Regions from separate parts of the Mus musculus genome. Here all the other regions are linked to region 2. Evidence: chromatin contacts called from public Micro-C and promoter capture Hi-C data. All regions are on one chromosome and are shown on one strand. The core of a region is the stretch at or near the end of the contact, and the rest is flanking DNA. Distances in the headings are between cores, read along the strand shown. Region 1 holds the start of Vsir (V-set immunoregulatory receptor). Region 2 holds the start of Anapc16 (anaphase promoting complex subunit 16). Region 3 holds the start of Psap (prosaposin).

Region 1 (4,259 bases), core at 1,611-4,110, 340 kb before region 2:
ACCATGAAACAGTTACGCTGGAGTGGAGGAAGCACCTGGGGTGCAGATAGATATACACCAGACTCCTTGCTTAAACACCAGGAAGGCCATGGTCCAAAAGACTCTCCAAAAGAATCCATAAGTATGAGAAGCCAGTGCTAACTTCTGGCAAGGCCACTGGTCCTGGGCAACAGTTGCTTTTGAGCCTAGGACCTCAAGTTTAATACAGCAGGCTCAGTCAGTACCAATAGTCCACATGGGCCCTGTGAATCCTCTGTTTTTCCTGCTTAGACCTACGATCCCGTATCCTGAACTTACAGAGGTGACTCCTTTAGCTTTTCTGTGGTTCCTCTTCCCTAGATCCACAGCAGCCTTGCAGCCTCCCAGCTCCGCCCTCCTTCATGTTTCTGGCCCCTGGGCATCCCAAGACAGCCAGCTCTACCCTCAGGCTGCTGGGTGGGGCTTAAGGATTTCCTAAGCGCTGACCACTACCGGAGCAGAGGCTTTCAGCACGGAGTTTACTCAATAGGGCCTTGCAGGCTTGTTTACCATGAAGGGGAAGACAGCTGCCCCTCTCTGGAACACCAGTGCTCCCATGTGAATGGGCCTCCTGGGTCAGACTAAGGACAGGCAGGGTAGTAACTTCCTCAAATCTTAGGGACACTTGTGGGGAAGAGGTTCTGTACCCCTTGGGGTCTGGGGCACCTGGTTCCAAAGGTAACCCCTGCCCCGCCCCCCATCAGTCCCTGTCAGGCCAGGAAAGGAGTGTCTTCCATGTACTCCAAGTGCCTCCTAAGCTCTGACTGTTTGAAGTCCCCCCAGATACCCCCTCCCCGTCTCACCCTGCCCCAAACACAATTCTTTTCAAGGTAACCCAGCCCCAATGCTGATGGGGGGGGGGGGGGATTCAGCCCCCAGGCCTCCTGACCAGGTCTGCTACAGGAAAGAGAAGGAAGACTTAAAGTATATGAGTTATGACTTAAAGTATAGCCAATGTTGAGGTCAGAGCAGCTCCAGGCTAAAAGTTTCCTCTTGTTTCTTTCCTGAAAGCCTCCTAGATCCCTGATTACCTCCCTGGGAGCTGAAGGGAGGCGGCCTTCAGCTCACCAATCAGCTGGAGTCAGCAAATGCAGTAGGCTGCGAAATCTCTTGGGGGGTGAGGGAGCCCAGCTCCCCCCAGAACCTCTCTGCTGCTGCTGGAAGTTCTGCAAGCTGCTGACCCTCTGCCCTGAAGCTCTAGGACTTAGTTTCCCAAATTGAGGCTGCTGACCAGAAAGCTTCCCATTCTAGTTAGGGTAGGGAAGAGGCAAGGAAAGGGGCCTAGTGGAGTCACCCGGGAGGAGGATAGTAGCCTGAGGTAGATGCCATACTGGCCTTCCTGCCTGCCACTGTCCTCCGTTCTTAGAAGCTATGCCCCTGATGAGCCTTGGGGTTGGGAGTGAAACATCCCCCGCCTGTATCGCCACCCCATCCCTGCCACAGGCTCTCTCCTGTGGTGAGGAAAGGCAGGCCAGGGCTTCAGTCTTCTGTCTATAGGGTGTGGGTGCCTTCTTTCTTATCAGAAGTCCAGGCCAGCCTCCCAGTATTGATAAAGAGTTAGTTCCCTGTCTCTCCTCCCTTTCAACCCCTTAACCCCTCTTCCTTCTTTTCTGATGCAGCTATTGGCTCCCTCTGCGGAGCTGAGCATTCCATCTCTGTCCTGACAATGGTGACTCCCTCTGGACCCTTCCTCTCCCCTGCCTTGCAGAAGCCACCCGTGCCCTGGGTTCTGAGCAGGGAAGTATCAGGCAGGCCATCTCAGGGGACCCACCTGTCTACTGTTTGGGCAACTATCAGGGTATCCTCCCCTTTTTCTTTGAGATCTTCACCGAATAAACAAAGATTGGGCTCTAGGGAGCCCCTGTGTCCCGGAACAATGTACAGATTGTGAGTCTGGACTTTGGAAGTGACATCTCCCTGTGTGGGGCTTCTGTGTCCCTGCCGAGGAGTTATCCAAGCTGGTTGCTGGGCTCAGGGGAGTGTCCCTCGTGTCTTTCTTACTCATCCAAATCAACTCCTCAGCTGTAATAAGGTTAAATGACAGAAGCCCACTGATCACTCAAACGGGTCCTTAGACTTTCAGTACAGAGCAGGTGACAAGCATGCTCAGATTCGGGAGTGTCCATCAAGACTCACACACAAGTGTCAAGGGGGATAGAATACCAGGGTCACAGCACCACACCCCCTAAGTCCTCTTAGACTCTGTTGCCAGAAGTCAGGGAGATGCCCCAGGTGTCAAAATGCACTCAGCAACCGCCATAGGACGGGGTGATTCTCCTCCGGCCCATCTCCTGCCTTGCAGAAGTTCTTCATGGCCCCTGCTCTGGACTCTCGGGTCAGGGAAGTGTCTGGCAGGCAGTCCCCAAGGGACACCCGTGCCTGCTGTTTTGGCAGCTGTTAGCAATTAAAGATGTGCCTGATGAAGGATGGAGACACCACTGCACCCTGCTGGGCTGTCCCAGCGGAGCAGCGGTAAGGTGAAGGTTACCGCAGGCTGAGGGGATTCAGGGCACTCCCATCCTGCCCCCTACACTACCGGGCTGTACTCCCTAGAGCTCTCGCTAGCACCCCACCGCCTGTTGATCTTACCTCTGGATGCAGCCAGGAAAATAGCAAGGAGCAGGGTTCCCCAGCGCGGGCTGCTGGCCTCTGGGACCGCGGGGACACCCATGTCGCCGTCGAGCCGGGCAAGAGCAGAAAGAGACTGCTGGAGTGCGCTTGGAGCAAGCGGGACTCCAGGAGCCCAGGGAGCCGGCTGTACACGCCGCTCGCTCGCTAGAGTGAATGCTGAGCCCAAGGCGAGGCAGGCGGCCGAGCAAGCTCCCCGCCCAGCAGCGCCCCCGAGGGGCGGCGGGCGGTACGGCGTCTCCAGAGCCCAGGGATGGGGGTGGGGAAGGGCTGGAGTTGCTGATAGAAGTGGCAAGTGTCCAACCAGCCACTTCCCCCTGTAAGTCCCGGTGCTTTTTAGAGATCGTGAGGGCCGTGCATACTAAAGTGTGGACCCTAGTCTAACCCAGCTTGCCTTGCGGTTCTCCTAGTCTGGAGGCAGGACTTTGGCTCCCTGTTCTCCAGCAGCCCAGGGTAGATGGGTGGGCGGGTAGGTGGATAAGTAAGGGAAATCTACGATGACTTTAGCAAGTGGGAGGGAGTTTGGCTCATTCTGCGCTTGTGTGCCCTGCAGCTGATACACCTGGTACAGTTATGTCCACCGGCTAACACACCTGAAACACGCGCAGGGCATGCACAAGCCCAGAACTTCCCAACCTCAGGACACGCTCCTGCATCTGTTGGTGTGCCCCATGGAACCTTCTCAGCCTCTTTCCCCCAGGGCTTTATCTATGGCTGGGCTGTTATTCATAGGCTCCCTTGATTCTGTCTTGCTGGTAGTTTGTTTTCAACATACTTGTGTGGAGTTTTGTTTCTGTGGGGTTTGTATTGTTTTGTTTGGGCGGAGTTTTGTTTGTGGTTTTTGAGGGGTTAGCTTTCTGAGACAGGATGCTGCCTTGTAGCTCAGGCTGCCCTCAAGACTCTTCTACCTCGCCTAATGCATGCTGGGATTGCAGGGATGCACCACCATGGCCCCTCTACAAACTCACTCCCATGCTGTCCTCCGGGCCCTCATAGGTATCTACACTCATCCTTGTACTTGCGATCACTTAGAGCTTGCTCCACTCTGTTCTTTCCTGGCCTGACCTTGGAGCCCCCTCCCCAACCCCTCCTGTCAGTGCTTCCTTCAGCCACAAGACCAGATCTGAGCTAGGAACCAGTAAATTCCTTACCTGAGTTCCCCTGCCCTACTGAGTTTTGAGGACCATGGCCTCCCACCGGTGTGTGTGTGTGTGTGTGTGTGTGTGTGTGTTTTGTATATATATATATATATATATATATATATATATATATATATATATATATACACATGAGAACACCAATGAGAACACCAGAAGATATATGTGTGTGTATACACACATTGTGTGTGTACTCATGTGTGTACACGTGTACATGTGTGTATGCATGAGAACCCTAGATTTTATAGATATAGATATAGTGTGTGTATGCTCATGTGTTTACGTGTGTACATTTATCTATGCATGAGAACATATATATATATGTTTACATATATACATATGTGTGTATACTGTGTGTGTGCTCATGTGTGTACATGTGTGTGTGTGTGTGTGTGTGTGTGTGTGTGTGTTTATGTGTGTTCCATCATCTCAGACTAGCCTTGACCTTCCTGTGTA
Region 2 (4,232 bases), core at 71-2,570:
TTTAATCCCAGCACTCTGGAGGCAGAGGCAGGTGGATTTCTGAGTTCGAGGCCAGCCTGGTCTGCAGAGTGAGTTCCAGGACAACCAGGGCTATACAGAGAAACCCTGTCTCAAAAAAACCAAAAAACAACAAAAACAAAAAACAAACAAAAAACAAAAAAACAAAAAAAAATTCTGCTGTGTAGGCAGGTAACATATGCACAGACTACATTCGTAAATAAATAAATGTAATAAGAAATTTAAATTAAAAACTCCATTATGTAGGCCTCAACTGGGCAGTTCACAGCACATCCTAAGCAAAAATAGTGTCGCTTTCCATGAGCTCACCAGTGTAAGTTCTTGTATAGGTGTCTGATTAACCTATAGGGGGTGAGGTCTTGCTAGCCACCTAAGTATGAGCAGAGTGCTTCATTCACCCTATCCAGTATGATATTTTATCGTATCCAGTTTGATAACGCATTGAGGAACCATCGGTACAATACCCGCGGAAGAGAGGTAAGCCGTTTTAAAGATGCTAGAAATAAATACCTTCCAATCAGATTTATTTCCCTATCACAGTACAATTAAAATATGACTTACTAACACAGTTCTCGGACCAACACAGTACTGAGAAGGAACAGTTTCCCGAGGCCACTGCCTCCAGAACACAACAAACGGCTTCACGCTTGAATCAATAATTCGGAATTAAAGGCTCCTGATAAACTACCCCATGTTCCCATCCCAGATGGCTGCGGCTACAAGTTCACGTACTTAACAAGTTCCACCAAAGAAGGCCTAACAATCCCTTCCAAATGAATGCTTGACCCAACCCTCAGTCAAGTCGCTAATCCGCAGCCACCTGCAGGACGCAAGAAGAGGGTTCGTGCTTTGAGAAAACAGAAAATCAACGTTGGCAGGGGGATGCAATTATTAACAGTCTTGTGCCGCGCCACCCTGGTGTGCTACTCCTTTAGCATCCCTTCCCACTTCAAAAACCACGTTCTGTCGAAAAGGAGCCTTTACAAAGTGTGAGCACTGAGCACGAAGCCACAGTGGTACCTTTCCTGAGCAGCTCCAGGCAGAGACTGCGCAGAAGGAGGAGAGCGGACTAGCCCTGGGTCATGGGTGTTTGAAGAGGGAAAAGTGGATATGCTTTCGTGCAATTCTCACATAAAAAGCAAACGCTGAACATCCTACGCTAGAGAGGCGGAGCAGACAGCACCAACGCAAGAAAACCAAAACTGCGGGGGACTGGGGCGGGGAAGGGGGCGGGGCAGCCACAGCGACCCGGAAGTGTTCTCGGAAAGCTCGGTCTGGCCCAGCCGGGCTCCGCCCCCTCCACGCATGCGCGCTAGCACCGCCCTCTAGCCCTCACCGCCGCAGGGACAGGCGCAGCACCGCCATCAAACTCCCACAGCTCAGGCGGGCGCGCGCACGCCGCCGTCTACGTCGTGGCGAGCGAGGCCGCACGGCTTCGTCCAAGGGGCGGGGCTGTCAGTCAAAGTGCACAAGCTGCTGAGGTAAGTGGCCGAGAACCTTCCAGACCTGATTCCCCCCTACGCTCCTACCTGCCAGGACTAACTGGGAGCGTAGGAAGAGACCCTGGAGGCTCGCCCGCGCCGGCCGTATGCAAAGGCAGCGTCATCCGACTGAGCATGCGTGGGGCGGGTTGGCGCCTGCGCCGTGGGCCGGCCGCAAGCCTTCCCTTCCTCCCCGAGTTGTTGGGTAGGAAGCGTACCTGGGTGGAGTTGGAGTAGCCAGGATTAGGGTGCTGGCTCCTCCCCTCTCCCGCGAGCTTCTTCATCCCACCTAGAAAGAGCTACCGCAGCTAGGTGCTGCGGGTGGTGATCCGTCTGTCTAGGTGGGACACCTAGTGATTTTTGTTAGTAGAACCCAACGGGTGTCATAATTAGCCACCTCACTTGGATCCCGATCGACATAAGCATCTGGTTTGTTCTGGGCTTTATTTTAAAGGAGGATCTCTTTTTTTGTTTTGTTTTGTTTTAAGACTATAAGCGGAAAGTTTATGAGTGCGAGGTCGTCCCTGTCGTACACAAAGTAAGTATTTAACCACGCCAGCCATATTGTGCCCCACAAACTATCATTCCGCTTCTTAGGAGCGTTTCCTCTGCTTGGCAGCAGCCACAGCTTCCCTGATAGGGCCAAGTTCCAGATAATCATCATTCAACAAAAGTTCACTGAGTGCCTCGTTATGAGGATGGTAGTCTCCTGAGCGACAGGGTTGAATACTCCATGCAGAAAGAGTCATGACTGGAACTGTCTCGGTCCCCTGCAGCCTCTACTGAGCTGATTGCTTTTGTCCTCGGTTTGTTTGTTTGTTTGTTTTGGTTGGTTGGTTGGTTTTGTGGGGTTTTTTTTTTTTTTTTTTTTTTTGGTTTTTTTGGTTTGGTTTGGTTTTTTTTGGTTTTTCGAGACAGGGTTTCTCTGTACAGCCCTGGCTGTACTGGAACTCACGCTGTAGACCAGGCTGGCCTCGAACTCAGAAATCTGCCTGTCTCTGCCTCCCAAGTGCTGGGATTAAAGGCGTGGGCCACCTCCGCCCGGCTGACCTCGTATTTATAAATCATTCATCCAGGAGCCACTGTGACAAGGGTTTTTATAAGATGCCTCCAGGGTACAAAGGTAGTTTGTTTTCTCCTTCCAACGACATGGGATCCTTTTCAGTGCCTCACACTTGGGTAAGCAAACACTCTAGCCACCTCACAATACATCCCCAGGCCCAGGCTTGAAGCTGGTGTCTGCTGTCTTCCTCCTTAGCCTTTCATAGCTTCCCTGAACCCAGAACATTCCCATTCCCCATAACCTAGCTAACAACATTGCTATGGGGAATCGCTTATCTTCTGCCTCCCAAGGGCTGGGTTTACAGGCAGCTACCACACCTGTGAGGCTTGTAAGTGACTTGAAGGGCTCCCCAACCCCTCCAGTGAAAACACTTACTCCATGTAGCTCTCCCCAGCCCCACTGCAAGATTCTTTATAAGATCATGAGGTGAATGTGCTGACTGAGAGTGTAGCCCAGCGCTAGGATGTGTGAAGTGCGTAACATCACACTGCCTGCCTCCCGAGCAGACCCTTCCCTCCCGGGAGCTTTACACGTAAGTGAAAAGCTGGATTGTGCATAGGGAAAAGTGTATGTGCCAGTGCACACCTGTAATTCCAACACTCGGTAAGCCAAGCCAGCGGGATCTGGGATTGCGGGCCAGGCCGGGCTGATTTGCTTGTCTCGGCTGTACTTATTTAACCCTCATAACTCTTCCTCGGGGTAGGCTCCACTGTTACTGACTCCAGCTTACAGGTGAGGCATCTAAGGGACAGAAAAGGCAACTGATTTGTCCAGTCTCGCAGCAGGCAGCAAAGCCAGGGTACACACCTAGGCAGGCACTTCTTTACCATCAGTGCTTGTTTGAAGATTTACTTAATGTAGGCGGGCAGTGGTGGTGCACGCCTTTAGCCTTTAATCCCAGCACTTGGGAGGCAGAGGCAGGCGGATTTCTTGAGTCGAGGCCAGCTTGGTCTACAGAGTGAGTTCCAGGACAGCCAGGGATATACAGAGAAACCCTGTCTCGAAAACAAACAAAAAAAGATTTACTTATTTTTACGTGTGTGTGTTGGGGGGGGGGGGGAGGGGTTGACCAAGGAGGTCAGAAATGGGCAGCATACCCCTCAGAGCTAGAGTTGTAGGTGGATGTGAGCCACCAAACACTGAGTGCTGGGACCCTACCTCCAGTCTTCTTCAAGAGCCACAAGCACCCTTCACCTCTGAGCCAGCTCGTCAGCCCCCCACAGTCAGTCCCTAACCACTGGGCTACCTTGCCCTCAGGCACAGCAGCACCTCAACAAGCCATTGCTTCAAAACTTAGGTGACCTTTAGGAAGTCAGGGGTTCCCATGGACTGTGTAAGCATTCTATGAACATACCTAAGTGAGAGGCTACTTAGAGTTACAGGGATCAGTCAGTCCCCAAGCTCAGCAGCTACAGGCTAGGGTTTGTTGTTCTCTTTACCCTTTAATGGTGGCATCCAAAACTAGAAACTGAGGTGTAGCTCAGAGTGGAACATGCTCTTAACAGGGCCCTGGCTTTCATCTCCAGCACCTGAAAGAAAAGAAACCCAAATAAACCTTAAGCAAAGCATTAGAGCCAGACATCCTACAGGTGTCTCTCCATCTCAGCAGAAAACGGCTTATTGAAAGTTAACCTTGCGCTGATTCTGATTCGGCACTGTTTTTCCACTCC
Region 3 (4,114 bases), core at 291-2,790, 270 kb before region 2:
AGGCAGTCAGGCTGGAGGGCTGGAGAGTAACCAAAACCAAGTGTCTGTACCTCCAGGGCTTTGTGAAGACTAGACGGGACCTGGAACATTCTAAGCACCCAGAACATCATTAAAAGGCAAGCTATGAGTGGCACCCTGAACTACAGTAGTGCCACACTGAGCCCATAAGTCCTAAGAGCCTCAGGGAGCACACGTGGTTTGCAGTCATCATAGACAACCAACAACTCAATGGTGGACAGTCAAGACAAGCTACCATTCTTCAGTATGACCTTGACGTGAGGCACAGAGCCTGGAGTTTTAGACCAAGGCCATCAGGGTCCTCCCATCTACCTAAGAAGGAAGAAGGAACCCAGTTAACTAGACTGGCAGTCAAATGAACTACATGTGTATTAGAAATAATTTTTCCAAGGAAACAGGTAAGGGGTATAGTGTGACTCAGTAGAGGATGTTCGTTTACCGTGTGTTACGATCCAAGTTCAATGGCCCATACTACAGAGAGAGAGAAAAAGAAGTCTGGTTTTGGTGGTGTGGGTGAATCAGAACTCACGAGTTATGTATGACACAGAGCAAGCAGGACCAAGTGCGTTTCTTTTCATTTTTCTTGCACAAAAAAAAAAAAAAAAAAAATCTCATACACAGTCCAGACTAGCCTTGAGCTTTCTGTGTAGCACAGGCTGACCTCAAATTCAAAATCCTCCTACCTATGCCTTCCAAGTGTGAGTCCCCTGGCGCTGCCTTGCCAACCTGCAGTGCTTTTAAGAAAAATCATTTTAGAAACACTTGCTATAAAATAAAGGCTGGCCAATGGCTTTGCCAGATCAAACAAAAAAATTAAGAGTTCCAATGCAATCGGGACTACACAATTCCCTCCAAGACCTACTACGCTCCTGAGTTCACACAGAAGCCAAAAAAATCACCCCCCGGCCCGGGGCAGACACAAAGACGCTTCCTGCAACTCCCATACGAGTGCAGTCTGGGACAGAGGTCACGGGCCGACCTGACCTGCAGGATGGGGCTTCAAGGCCATGTCTATCACCTACACCAGGATAGAGTCAACACAGCGACGGAAGAGGTCATCGAGTGACCTCTCCCAACCTCCATCCCAGGGAGAACCGCAGTCACCCGCAAGGCCTTGCACAAGGCCTGCACACACAGGACAAGACGTCTCTCCCACCTCCCAGTGGTCCCCCAGTGCAGAGAATCTGGAACAGGTCCCCCTCCGCCACCAGCCCCGATCTGCGCCTGCGCACAGCGAGGCCTGCCTAAGCGCGCCCCGGGAAGCGAGCGGAGGGCGAGGCCGGTACCGCAGGACTGCCCGGTTCCCGGGACCCAGGGGACGCTATAGCGTTCTTCTCTACCAGACCAGGGGACCCTTCTAAGCTCACCGGTGGCCAGAAGGCTGGCGAAGAGGGCGAGGGCGTACATGGCGCCGCTTCACTTCGCAGGCTGCAATGCAGAACGTCAGCTGACCAGACGAATATAAATCTACCCCCCAACCTCGCCGCAGACGCCAGTGCGCAGGCGCGGGCCCCGCCCAAACTGGGCGCAGCTTGACTCAGCGTCGCGCAGCGCGCCTGCGGGGAGGGAGGGTGCGAAGAGGAGCAGGCTGAAAACGCCCAGGGAAGGTGGCGGGAAGGCGCGGGTGGTGGTAATAAAAGAAAACCATATCTGGTGATTAAATCAAGGTCAGGCGCCGAACGGTATCTAACGCCTCTCTTTACCTTTGCAATGTGAGGAATCCAGCCCAGGGCTGGTACCAAGCCCTGAACTGCATCTTGTGCTCCCCCACCCCACCCCACCCCTGAGCCCCAGCATCTTTTAAGTATTACTATTTGTTTTTGAGATGCCGAGTCACTATGGCCTTGCTGGTCGACAATTCAGTGTCGCAGCAGACCTGGAACTCTCAACCTTCTGCCTCAACCCCTTGGAGAATGGTTGGGGGTTGGGGGGCGGGAGCAGGGATTTTTGTTTGCAGTCGCCGGTATTGAACCCAAGGCATTATACTTGATATCAAGTGTTGTACCTCCAAGCTGCACACCACCATTCCCCCCACCCTCCCAGCTCACTCCTTACTTTATTTTTGAAAGAGGGTGTCACCAAATTCCCCAGAAAGTCTCTGAACATGTAATTCTTCTGCCTGACCCTTGTACAGTGGTAGTTAGGGGTTTTTTGTTTGGTTGGTTGGTTGGTTTGGTTTGGTTTGGTTTTTGGTTTTTCGAGACAGGGTTTCTCTGTGTAGCCCTGGCTGTCCTGGAACTCACTTTGTAGACCAGGCTGGTCTCGAACTCAGAAATCTGCCTGATTCTGCCTCCCGAGTGCTGCTGGGATTAAAGGTGTGTGCCACCACGCCTGGCGGTGATTAGTTTTTTTGGTTAGTTTTTTTGTTCGTTTGTTTGTTTGTTTGTTTTGGTTTTTCGAGACAGGGTTTCTCTGTATAGCCCTGGCTGTCCTGGAACTCACTTTGTAGACTAGGCTGGCCTCGAACTCAGAAATCTGTCTGCCTGCTGGGATTAAAGGCGTGGGCCACCACGCCCGGCTAGTGGTTAGTTTTTTAAGACAGGGTTTCCTGTAGCCCAAAGAGGCTGACAACTGGCTGTGCAGCTGAGGATTCGTGTATCTCAGGCAGTCCTCGAACTTCAGTCACTTCCAAATCCTGATCTGCCTGCCTGTGCTACCATACATGTTCTGTTTGGTTCTAGGAACCAAACCCAGGCCTTCAACTCATGTCGGGCAATGACTCTACCAACTGAGTGGCATCTCCAGCCCCCATTTATTGTGATTCGTGCCGTGCTAACAGATGAGACTCAAGCACAAACAGGTTACAGATTTGCCTACATCTTTACACTCAGGATTCAAATTCACAGGCTGCCATTCTGCAGTTGTCAATCAATACAAACTCAGAAAACGGCAAACGAGAGACGCCTTTATTTGTGATCTTGGGAACTGCAGACTGCAAGATAGACTCAGAGGTCTCTGAATCAGTGTTGGTGAGAAGGCAGGGAGAATGGAAGTCTGAGTGTGTAAGCAGAAAAAAAAGAGGAAAAAAAAAACAATAAAAATGTATTTTAGGCAACTTGTGTTGCTTGGAGAAAGAACAGATGCTGTGTAATAGACTCGTGACGGATGGAAGATAAAGACAAGCATGCATGCCCACGCTTCTAGTCCTAGCATGGGGGAGGCAGAGGCAGGAGGATCTCTAGGGCCCCTAAGCCACATAGTAAGACTCTGTCTCAAAAAAAAAAAAAAAAAAACAGTAAAATAACATTTCAAAAATTGGTTCTGGGGGCTGGAGAGATGGCTCAGTGGTTGAAGGCACCAAGTGCTCTTCCAGAGGTCCCAAGTTCAAATCTCAGCACCCACAGGACAGTTCACGACTTTCTGTAACTCCAGGATCTCTCACATAGACATGCATACAGACAACACACCAATGCACATAAAATAAAGGTAAATGTATTTTTAAAAATAAATAAATAAAATAAATTGGTTCTAGCCGGGTGTAGTGGCTCATGCCTTTAATCCCAGCACTTGGGAGGCAAAGGCAGGCAGATTTCTGAGTTCAAGGCCAGCCTGGTCTTCAAAGTTAGTTCCAGGACAGCCAGGGCTATACAGAGAAACCCTGCCTCGAAAAAACCAATAAATAAATAAACAACTTGGTTCTAGGTAGTGGGGGGTGGGGATTCCCTCAGTTGTTAAGAACACTTGATGCCTTTGCAGAGGACAACATTCAATTCCCAGCACCCACGGGGTCAGGGGGTGTCACAACCACCTTCAACTCCAACTCCAAGAAATGTGGCACCTCCTGGTACACCTGCACTCATGTACACATTCCACACAGACACACACACATAATTAGCAATGAAATACTGTATTATTATTATTATTATTATTATTATTATTATTATTAGGCTGATTAGTCTGGGTTGGGGGTGCCTTTAATCGCAGCAGTTGGGAGGCAGAGGCAGATAGATTCCTATGAGTTCAAAGCTAGCTTGGACTACAAAGCAAGCTTTTAGATCAGCCAAGGTTACACAGTTGAGCCCCTGTCTCAAAAGCAAAAAGTCACTACCAGGCTGGCATGGTAGATGGTGCCTGTGACCCCAGCACTTGGGAGACT

The links. A called contact is a pair of places that touch in the nucleus more often than the background predicts. Capture Hi-C pulls out chosen DNA fragments and counts their contacts.
Region 1: a promoter capture Hi-C map of liver shows a contact between it and region 2. The contact joins the promoter of Vsir here to the promoter of Anapc16 in region 2. A contact is called at or near these places in 1 of 39 promoter capture datasets (neural stem cells), 1 of 484 Hi-C or Micro-C datasets (CD4 T cells), 1 of 115 datasets of contacts at active chromatin or transcription factors (memory CD8 T cells) and 1 of 9 other capture datasets (liver).
Region 3: a contact with region 2 is called in a Micro-C map of embryonic stem cells, with 3 times the contacts expected there. The contact joins the promoter of Psap here to the promoter of Anapc16 in region 2. A contact is called at or near these places in 3 of 39 promoter capture datasets (the C10 cell line, erythroid cells and pre-B cells), 4 of 484 Hi-C or Micro-C datasets (B cells, embryonic stem cells, liver and 1 more), 4 of 115 datasets of contacts at active chromatin or transcription factors (the SCID.adh cell line, bone marrow-derived dendritic cells, bone marrow-derived macrophages and 1 more) and 2 of 9 other capture datasets (adipose tissue and liver).

Annotation. Positions count from the first base shown.
Region 1 is chr10:60,345,452-60,349,710 of GRCm38.p6, reverse strand. It overlaps Vsir (V-set immunoregulatory receptor), which reads right to left and starts at 2,860. Exons shown (of 7, transcript NM_028732.4): 1 at 2,608-2,860. The coding sequence starts at 2,689. All of the region lies in intron 39 of Cdh23 (cadherin 23 (otocadherin)), which reads left to right.
Region 2 is chr10:60,000,223-60,004,454 of GRCm38.p6, reverse strand. It overlaps Anapc16 (anaphase promoting complex subunit 16), which reads left to right and starts at 1,320. Exons shown (of 4, transcript NM_025514.3): 1 at 1,320-1,499. Ascc1 (activating signal cointegrator 1 complex subunit 1) reads right to left here and starts at 1,650. Exons shown (of 11, transcript NM_026937.3): 1 at 1,548-1,650.
Region 3 is chr10:60,275,054-60,279,167 of GRCm38.p6, reverse strand. It overlaps Psap (prosaposin), which reads right to left and starts at 1,540. Exons shown (of 15, transcript NM_011179.3): 1 at 1,386-1,540. The coding sequence starts at 1,425.